Regions from separate parts of the Sus scrofa genome. Here region 2 is linked to region 1. A link is a contact called in public HiChIP or PLAC-seq data. All regions are on one chromosome and are shown on one strand. Each heading gives the region's core, a stretch centred on a gene start, on an enhancer-like site or on the middle of the called end of the contact. The rest is flanking DNA. Distances are from core to core; before and after follow the strand shown.

Region 1 (4,994 bases), core at 799-3,298:
GTCAAAACTTAAGATACACATTCCTTTTGATTTCTGACAACCTACCCAGAGGAAAGAATGGCACATGTGTGTTCTTGACAGTTTGTTTATGTTTGAAAATTCTAGAAATAACCTACATGTCCAACAAAGAGAACTGGTTAAATAAACAACGGTTCTGCTATACAGAGAAACACCATATAGTAAAAAATAAGGCAATACAGGTATTACCGGTTGTTGGCCAGAGAGAGCACCGCGTGGCTGGAGACAATGACAGCAGGTTTTTTAAGACATACTTTTTTCAATCCCTGGCCCAGGAACTTCCACAGGCCATGAGTGAGGCCATAATAACAATAACAACCACAACAATAATGATAAAATGTCGGCGTTCCTGTCCTGGCTCAGTGGAAATGAATCTGACTGGTATCCATGAGGACGCAGGTTCAATCCCTGGCCTCGTTCAGTGGGTTAAGGATTGAGCATTGCCGTGAGCTGTGGTGGAGGTCGCAGATGTGGCTCCGATCTAGCATTACTGTGGCTGTGGTACAGACCAGTGGCTACAGCTCCAATTTGAACCCTAGCCTGGGAACCTCCATATGCCATGGGTTTGGCCCTAAAAAGACAAAAATAAAATACCATTAAAAATAAAATATATTTTTTGATAACGCTGTAATTTTTTTATCTGCGTGAGCACATTTAACACTCAAAATTAAAAAATGAAAACTTCATCTGTACGAACATGTGATAGATCTTATCGGCTGTCCTGGGATGATGTACACAACGTTGAGTCAAAAAGAAGCGACTGACGTTGGAGAGAATATCACCTCATTTACGTAAGACGGTATATCACACGCTGAAAACACAGGAATATATTAAGTATAGATAGTTACCTCTGCAACGATGCTCCAATTTGACGACAGAAAAAAGAACTTAGAGATGACTTTTACTTTTTGCTACCCACTTTTTTTTTTTTTTTGGCCACACTTGCAGCATGCAGAAGTTCCCAAGTCAGGGAACTGAACTCGTTTACCCCTGCAGTGACAGTGATGAGTCCTTAACCCAATGCACCACAAGGGAAATCCTGAAATCCCTTTCCTTTTGGGGGGGGGTAGTCTTTTTAGGGCTGCATGGGCAGAACAGGAGTTTCCCAAGCTAGGGGTCGAATCAGAGCTACAGCTGCCATCCTACACCACAGCCACAGCAACACCAGATTTGAGCCACATCAGAGACCTACTACAGCTTGCAAGTGATGCCGGATCCTCAACCCACTGAGCAAGGCCAGGGATTGAACCCACATCCTCATGGATGCTAGTCAGGTCTGCTGAGCCATAACGGGAACCCCCTGAAATCCCTTTCTTTAAAAGAGAAATCAGGAGTTCCAAAAAAAAAAAAAAAAAAAAAAAAAAAAGAAAGAAAAAAGAAAGGAGTTCCCATTGCGGTTGAGCAGCTTAAGAACCTGACTCCTGACTAGTATCCATGGGATGCCGGGATTCGATCCCTGATCTTGCTCAGTGGGTTAAGGACCCAGCGTAGCTGCAAGCTGCGGAGTAGGTCACGGAATGTGGGTTGGATCTGGTGTTGCTGTGGCATAGGGTGGCAACTGCACCTCTGACGTGACCCCAGCCCAGGAATTTCCACATGCCACAGGTGCCATGAATAATAATACTAAAAGAAAAATCAAAACGACGTCTTTGATAATGTGGTAAGGATTAAATGGATCAATGGCTATCGGTCGCTTATCCCGGCCTCGTACATAACGACAAGTACTGAATAATTTACTCCTATTTTGCCCAGAACACAGCGGATGAGACTTTCACCGCTGCTGCTGTTCGCCTCCGCGCCACGCGGTGCGCTGTCGCCTCCGGGCTGGCCGGGCCGGGGACGGGGCGCCGGACGTTCGTCTAGCTGCGGCCTCCGCCATCCCGGACGCAGGCCCGCTCCACCCACCCAGTGCGGCTGCTTCGTGCAGCTTTAGAAGCCGACGCGCTCGCTGGGACACCGAGCCCCTTACCTCCTCAGGCGCCCCACTGAATCAACCGTATTCTCGAGGGCGTCTTCATCTCGGAAACGCTAAAGTCGGCGTCTTCCGGAGCAGCCGGCCTCGCCCCGTGACCTCAGACGTTCACTTCCGGGGATACGGACGTGACCCGTCGCCCCGCCTCCTCCCACTCTCTCTTTCCGGTGGCGGAGTCTGAAGGCGACGCGCAGGTAGGCTCCCTGGGCCGGGACAATCGAGCGGCATCCTGCGGCCTGGGGGCCCAGCGAGATTCGGGGCGCGGGCCTGAGGTTTTGCCGCGAAAGCCAAGCCAGGTGCGGGGCGGGAGGCGCGCGGCGGGTCGATGCAGACTCTGGTTGGCGCTGTCTCGGAGGCGGAGGTTTTGGCTCGGAACCGCCTGTAACGCGGGGTCCGCTCGGGGCCGGGCCCAGGGGCACAGCCACCTCCGCCGGGCCACGGCGGGGGGCGGGGAGGAGCGGGAACGTCGTCCCGGGAGCGAGCCTCGGGTCTCCCGCTTGTTTTCGGTCTGGGAAGTTGGGGTAATTGCCGCACGGGTCCCGTGGGGTCTTGGGACGGATTCGGGGCGGGAAGGCAGGGGACGCGGCCCCTTCGTGGGCGGTTCCTGGATCAGTGATGCCAGGGCGGGCGCTGCACGTGGCGGCTGCAGGGCGGCGTCGAAGCCGGGAAGGGGCCGCAGCCGCTGGGGAGGCCGCGCGGCCTGGGGGGCGGCCGAGCGAGTGCGCGCGCCCGCGCTCCTTCCCGGAGCCGGGGCTGTTCCTCTGCCGCAGAAATGGCACCGCGCAAGGGGAAGGAGAAGAAGGAGGAGCAGGTCATCAGCCTCGGCCCGCAGGTGGCTGAAGGGGAAAACGTGTTCGGCGTGTGTCACATCTTCGCGTCTTTCAATGACACTTTCGTCCATGTCACCGATCTCTCGGGCAAGTGAGTATCAGGAGAGGCCCAGGCCCCCGCTCGCAGGGCCTGGGGTTAGAAGGGGGGGAAGGGACCCCGGGGCTGGGCGGCAGGTGGAGGGTCTCTTGTGAGAATTGGAGCGAGCGTTCACTCAAGGAAGGTGTGGCCTCCGGGTCCCGGGGTGTAAGAGGAGGCACGTGTGTCCCTCAGCGGCTTCCCAGCCTGGGGGGGGTCTCTAAACCCTCGGGGTGTCCTGGCACTTACAGGGGCGCTGGTGGCCTGGCGTCACCCCGGCGGCAGGTCTCGCTGTCTCGGCTGGCTGTCCTCGTGTGCAGGGGTTGGAGCGGCCGGTGCGGCGGGTCACACGTGTCTCAGGCCTCTGGAGCCTGTCCCCGCAGAGCTCGCGGCTTTCCGGTCCCCGGCGGGGACGCCTGCCGGCCCCGAGCGGCGGTGCGTCTGTTGGGGCCTGACGGACACTCTGCAGCCTCGCGGGTGAGAGAGGACCCTGTGCTTTTGTCCCCAGGGAGACCATCTGTCGCGTGACGGGCGGGATGAAGGTGAAGGCCGACCGGGATGAGTCCTCTCCGTACGCCGCTATGCTGGCTGCCCAGGACGTGGCCCAGCGCTGCAAGGAGCTGGGCATCACTGCCCTCCACATCAAGCTCCGGGCCACGGGCGGGAACCGGTGAGTGGGAGTGGCTCGCGGGCTTGAGCGCCAGTGCGCCTGATTTCAGTCGGCTTGGTTTCTCTTTGGGGACTTCGTACCCCGCTGCCTAGGTTGGTGTGTGACTAATAGGACACGGCAAGAGCTGCTGTTGCTGTGGGTTTGGTTCCAGGCCGCAGACAGCAGGTAGCTCAGGAAAGCGAGTCACCTGGGCCTTCCCCGCGTGTGTAGAAGTCAGGTTTAAATGAGGTGTCACGTCATTTAACAAATGCGTACGCTTTCACCTAAAACACCTTCCTGCCGGAGTTCCCCTTGCGACTCAGTGGTCACAACGAACCCCGTTACTCTCCGTGAGGACGCAGGTTTCATCCCTGTCCTGGCTTAAACCCGCGTGGTGCCAGGTTTGAGCCGGTGTTGCCGTGAGCTGTGGTGTCGGTCACAGACCCAGCTTGGATCCTGTGTGGCTGTGGTCGTAGGCCGGCAGGTGCGGTTTTGATTCAGTCCCTGGCCTGGGAACTTCCATCTGCCCCAAGTGCGGCTCTTGTTAAAAAAAAGATCTTACTGCTAGAAAAATCTAATTCTCTGACAAGGATTGTCCTGAACCTTATTCGTTTTTTTTTTTCTTGTTTTTTTTTTTTTCTTTTTTTAATTAATCTCGAGCGCGGTAAAACGAGGCATGCCTGTGATTGCTTCTCGCCTGAACTTGCGTGTTCAAGGAGTCCTCACGGCCCTGTCTGTTCGTTGTGTGCGTTAGCAGAGGGTGACCGGAGGAAGGAGGCAGTCTCCATCCGCCTCTGTGGCTCTTAGGCTGGTGGGGAGTCACTTAAACAGCACGGAGGCAGATGGGCACATGCCGGGACGCGAAACCCCTGTCTCCGGGCTAGGTTGGTGATACAGGTGAAACCCACGCTTAAATGTGACGCTGGGGTTCCAGTGAGGGAAGCACAGGGCAAGGTGTTCCAGCCAGAGATGCCGGAAGGAGAAGGTCCCGGGTGGAAACGAGCTCGGCGTGTCTGGTGATGAGATAGGCAGACCCAGGGAGGTGCTGCTGGGTCTTGAACCTGGTAAGGGGCGGGGGCGCATGGGAAATGCCAAGTTGGGAACAGATGCACGAGGACGTGGTTAAGGTAAAGTGGTCCAGGCAGAGGTAGTGGTGTCTTGGTCTTGGGATGATGGAACAGATGACCAAAAAGTGTGACCCAAAGGGGCAGTAGCTTAAATGGGCTGCAGGCAGAGCAGGATGCAAACTGGGACCCGTGGGGCCGGGGATGTGACAACCTTCCGTGGGCCCGCGAGCCTGAAACAGTCTTTGACCTGGAGTCGTGGGATCTTGTGATGACGTGTCCAAAGCTGTCCTTAACTCAGACCTTCGTTTCCTAGGACCAAGACCCCTGGGCCAGGTGCCCAGTCAGCCCTCAGAGCCCTCGCCCGCTCGGGAATGAAGATTGG
Region 2 (4,994 bases), core at 1,248-3,747, 280 kb before region 1:
CCAAGACAGGTTACATGTTAGGCCACAGCACAGCAGCCTACTTCCAAGAGGCTTCTGTGAACACAGTGGAAGGCAACTAGAAACCTGTAACAGCAAGAAAAGGGGAAGCTCGGAAATATGTGGAAACTAAACAACACACTCTTCAACAACCATTAGGTCAAAGAAGAAATCAAAAGGGAATTTTATAAGTCTCTTGGGACAAATGAAAGTTAAACCACAACATATCAAAAATTGTGGAATGCAGAAAAAGGAGTACTGAAGGAGAAGTTTATAGCATTAAATGACTTGATTAAAAAAAGAGTTATCTCAAACAACCTAACTTTATCGCTCAAGGAAATTTTTTAAAAAATAACAAATTAAGGCCAAAGTTAGCAGAAGGAAGGAACTATTCAAGAGCAGAGCAGAAGGACGTCAAAGACTAGAAAAAAAATCACAAAACCAAGAGTTGGTTTTTTGAAGAGATAAAATTGATAAACCCTTAGCTAAACTAAGACAAAAAGAAGACTCATAAAGTAAAATCAGAAATTAAACAGGATGCATTTCAGTGGATGCTGAGAAACAAAAAGGACCATCCAGGTTTATTGTGAACAACTCTATGGCAACAAATTAGACAACTTAGAATAAAGGTTTTTTGTTTGTTTTTTGCTGTTTAGGGCTCTACCCACACATATGGGTGCTTCTGGTTAGGGGTCGAACTGGAGCTACAGCTGCCAGCCTACACCACAGCCACAGTAACGCGAATCCAAGCCACGTCTGTGACCTACACCACAGCTCACAGCAATGCCAGATCCTTAGCCTACTGAGCGAGGCCAGGATTCAAACCAGTGTTGATCCCAGTCGGGTTCCTTAACTGCTGAGCCATGAAGGGAACTCCTAAATGAATACATTTTGAGAAACATATAAGCTACTAATATTGTAAGAAATAGCAAGCCTGAACAGACCAATAACGACTAAGGAGACTGGATCAGTAATCAGAGCTTCCCACCAAAAAAATCCCAGGACCAGATGGCTTCATTCGTGAATTCTACCAAACATTCAAAGACAATACCAATCTTCCTTAAATTGTTTTAAAAATAGAAAAGGGACCACCTCCAAACTCGTTCATAAGGCCAGCATCATCCTGACACCAAAACCCAACGAAGGCATCACAAAAAAAGAAAACTATGGAACAATATCCCTAATGAACATGGATACAAAAATCCTCAATAAAGTACTTACAAGCCAAATTCAAGAGCACTTTAAAAGGATCATACGCTGTGACCAACTAAGCCTTAGAATATGCGCTAGAAAAAAAGTAAAGGACGCCTAGCAACACTGTTCATTCATTGGTTCCATTCCTTCTTTTTTTTCTCTTTTTAGGGCCAGGCCTGTGGCATATGGAGGTTCCCAGGTTAGAGGTCAAATCGCAGCGGCAGCTGCCCGCCTACACCACAGCCACAGCAACGCAGGACCCACACCTTGTCTGCGACCTACATTACAGCTCCCGGCAATGCGGGATCCTTAACCCACTGAGTAAGGCCAGGGATGGAACACCTGCATCCTCATGCATGCTAGTCAGATTCTTTAACCCCTGAGCCACGACGGAAACTCCCATCCTATCCACTTTCTGGAGGCAAACACAGAAGCAGGATCCCTGTGTTGTTTCCAGGTTAGTCTCTTTAGCAGTTCTCAACTGCAGCTGCACATCAGAATCTCTTGGGGAACTTTGTATTTATATGTATTTATTCATTTATTTATCGGAGGTTCCAGGCTAGGGGTCTAATCGGAGCTGTAACTGCCGGCCTCCACCACAACCACAGGAACGCGGGATCCGAGTCTCTCTGCGACCAACAACAGGGCTCACCTGCAACGCTGGATGCTTAACCCTTAACCCACTGAGCAAAGCCAGGACTCGAACCTTCGTCCTTATGGATGCTTATCAGATTCGTTTCCGCTGAGCCACGACGGAACACCCCCATTCGTTCAGTAAGCAATAGTTAATTGAATACTCCCAATCCTAACGCTAAGTGGACAAAATGAATGAGATAGGGCTTCTGCGTGGAACCGTCAGGGAACTTCAAACGACGAAACGTCTGTGAAAGTTTCCTACAGTTCAGTGGCAAGATGTGCAGAGAAAGCGCTAGTGTGGACCCTACTTTTTCAGGTCCCATGAACTCTCCGTCTAACTCCGATGTTTGGAAGGGGAGGGTGGGAGAGGCGGTGTTAAGTAAAACGAAAGGGCAGCTTCCTTTCCGTTAGAAACAACGGAAAGGAGATCGCTGGATGTGACTAGATGCGACCAGCGAGCGAAAGGTCTGAGCTCGGCACCAGCCGCTGCGGCTCACAAAGCCCTGGGAGGCTCGCCCCACACCCCAGAGAAACCCGGGACTCCGGCTGCGCATGCGCACTTTCGCCCGGCGCCCAGCCCAGCGGTCCCGGCAACCTTACGTCAAAGTCTACGTAGGGAGGGACGCCGGGGAAACGCTGGCTCTCGGGTCACGTGACGCGGCGCGGCGTCGTTGGCTCCTCCCTCTCCAAGATGGCGTCCCTGCTGCAGTCGGAGCGGGTTCTCTACCTAGTCCAGGGAGAAAAGAAGGTTCGGGCCCCGCTCTCGCAGCTTTACTTCTGTCGCTATTGCAGCGAGCTGCGATCGCTGGAATGTGTGTCTCACGAGGTAATGCCGTCGCCCCATCAGGGGTGTGTGTTGGGGGAGGGGAAGGCATTCCTCCTAGTCACCGCGACTGCCGGGGACATTCCGCCGGTTGGAGGCGGGTAGTCATTTTCTTAGCGTGCTGATTGGTTTTGCCTTCCGTCACTCAGAGTTGCCTGTGATTTAATTTGCACACAGTTTGTCGCTTGAAAAGGCGGAGCGGTCTTGGGTGGGGCCGAGCGGCCCTTCTGGTTCGTGAGCGCCCTCTGATTGGACAAACTCGGCTTTGGGGACCCTGGCCTCCGGGGGGATGGTCCTTGGGTGGGTTGCTGGGGGAAAAGCTGCTTAGTTCAGTTCTCTTTAGGCGAGATATCCTCCTTCCAGGGTTGATTGAAGGGATGCGGAGGGCCTTGGGCATTTTCATCCATGCCCCTCCCATCCTGGAAGTTCTGCCCCTGCTTTAGCAGAAACTGGGCCCTCATCCGACAGCCTTGCTCGGTTTCCTGGCCCAGGCTTGCAGCCGAAAAGAGGTTGGGATGGGGTGAGCTGAGTGAAAGGCGTAGAATATTGTCTGTCTTGTAAGAAGATCATAGTGTTAGATATATAGCACTTCCGCTGAGCGTACAGTTCTGGCCTTCACGAGCACAAGTGGGCATTGGAGGTGGTATTGCTCAGAACGTGAAAGACCCCACCCACTAAAAAAAAATCACCGCAAAGCAAAACCCCCAAACTTCGCAGCACTAGGCACATCTTGTTCATTAAGGAAGCTTTGGGGATTAAAAGACGCGTTAAGACATAAATCCCGCTGTTGAGTAACTTGGAGTCTCGTGAAGGAAAAGCTGATTAGTAATAATACATAGTTACTGCTTAGTCAGTACCTTCTGTATGCTTTGTGCTTTAGATAATCTCCTTTAATCATTGTACAAACCAATAGGATGGATACTGTTTTTTTTTAAAAATTGTATTTAAAAGAAACAAGACACGTAATGTTCGCATTAGGTCACACTGCCAGAAATTTGGGGGTGAGAGGAGGACCAGGATTTAAAACCAAGCAGCCTGATTCAGAGGACTTCAGTGAAGATTCTTGGACTGTTAAAAATACATAGAAGAATATGTCCTATATTATAGGCCATTTTACATGTTAGTAGTAGTAATTTCGCTGGGAATATTTTTTGTAATATTAACAATAGAGAATGCAGTTAAATAAGAGAAAAATCAACGCCATATTATATACCTGGTTTTTTTCTTCCATTAGCACCTTGGTGGTTATGTCTTTGGCAGATCTTTTTTCTTTAGGATGCTTCCCTATTCCAGCTCCACCTCCACAGTTAGATTCTCATTGGTGATCATTGAGCTCAGTCCCCACAATCTCTAAGGATCTTTTCAGCTGGAACATTCAGTCTGTTCCTGCATCTTTTACTGACTGGTGTGCCTGCGTGAAATGGAGGCCATTAGGGTTTGGGGAAGGATGATAAGAGTGAGGGCTGAAGCAGTCCAGAAAGTTCTAAGGGTGAGCTGAGTATTGGAGCTGCACTTGAGGGGACAAGCATAATTTGGAAAGGGGACAAGAAGGAATGAATTATATTTTGCCTTTAAAGATGAGTAAGTGCAAATAGAAGTTAACAGAACTGTATTTTATGTTCCTAGAGACTATTTGAGCAGCAACTTTATCTTTTCAAAGGTGGTTCTGCTTATAAGCAGATAATGAAAAAAGAAACCAGTGTTTATTGTAGTATTTATGTTCAAGTGAATCTGTCCTTTCATCTGCAGGGCACTAGAGTTCTAGAATTATCAAATAGGATGTACCCTGCCTTAAAATAATTACTCCTTAAAAAAATACAATGAATTTAAAAAAAAATTTTTTTTTTTGACTGTGCCTGTGGTGTGCAGAAATTCCTGGGTCAGGGATGGAACCCTTGCCACAGCAGTGACAGTGCCAGACCCTTAGCCCACTGAGCCACCAGGGAATTCCTAATTCTTATGCTATGTTTTCAAGTTAAATACAATAAGACTGTCTTGTTAACCTAGTAGTTTAATTTTCCATTTAAAAATATCTAATTGGTTGACCACAGCTGATTTTATGTGTTAATTTATGCTGTTTTTCAGTGACTATGTAATACCTCTGAGATGAGAAAATTTTTTTAATTTCTCTTAACAATTTAAGTGTGGGAGTTCCCTTTGTGGCGCAGTGGTTAACGAATCCGACTAGGAACCATGAGGTTGCGGGTTCAATCCCTGGCCTTCCTCAGTGGGTTAAGGATCCGGCGTTGTTGTGAGCTGTGGTGTAGGTTGCAGACGCGGCTCGGATCCCACATTGCTGTGGCTCTGGCATAGGCCAGCAGCTACAGCTCCGATTCGATCCCTA

Evidence for each region. HiChIP or PLAC-seq counts read pairs in DNA pulled down with a chosen protein or histone mark.
Region 2: a contact with region 1 is called in an H3K27ac HiChIP or PLAC-seq map of alveolar macrophages. The contact joins the promoter of DCTN4 here to the promoter of RPS14 in region 1. A contact is called at or near these places in 2 of 2 datasets of contacts at active chromatin or transcription factors (alveolar macrophages and skeletal muscle).

What each region holds. Positions count from the first base shown.
Region 1 is chr2:151,431,005-151,435,998 of Sscrofa11.1, reverse strand. RPS14 (40S ribosomal protein S14) reads left to right here and starts at 2,048. Exons shown (of 5, transcript XM_021085027.1): 1 at 2,048-2,184; 2 at 2,761-2,911; 3 at 3,405-3,566; 4 at 4,926-4,994. The coding sequence starts at 2,763. It overlaps NDST1 (bifunctional heparan sulfate N-deacetylase/N-sulfotransferase 1), which reads right to left and starts at 2,074. Exons shown (of 15, transcript XM_021085025.1): 1 at 1,988-2,074.
Region 2 is chr2:151,711,426-151,716,419 of Sscrofa11.1, reverse strand. It overlaps DCTN4 (dynactin subunit 4), which reads left to right and starts at 2,497. Exons shown (of 13, transcript NM_001244307.1): 1 at 2,497-2,653. The coding sequence starts at 2,519.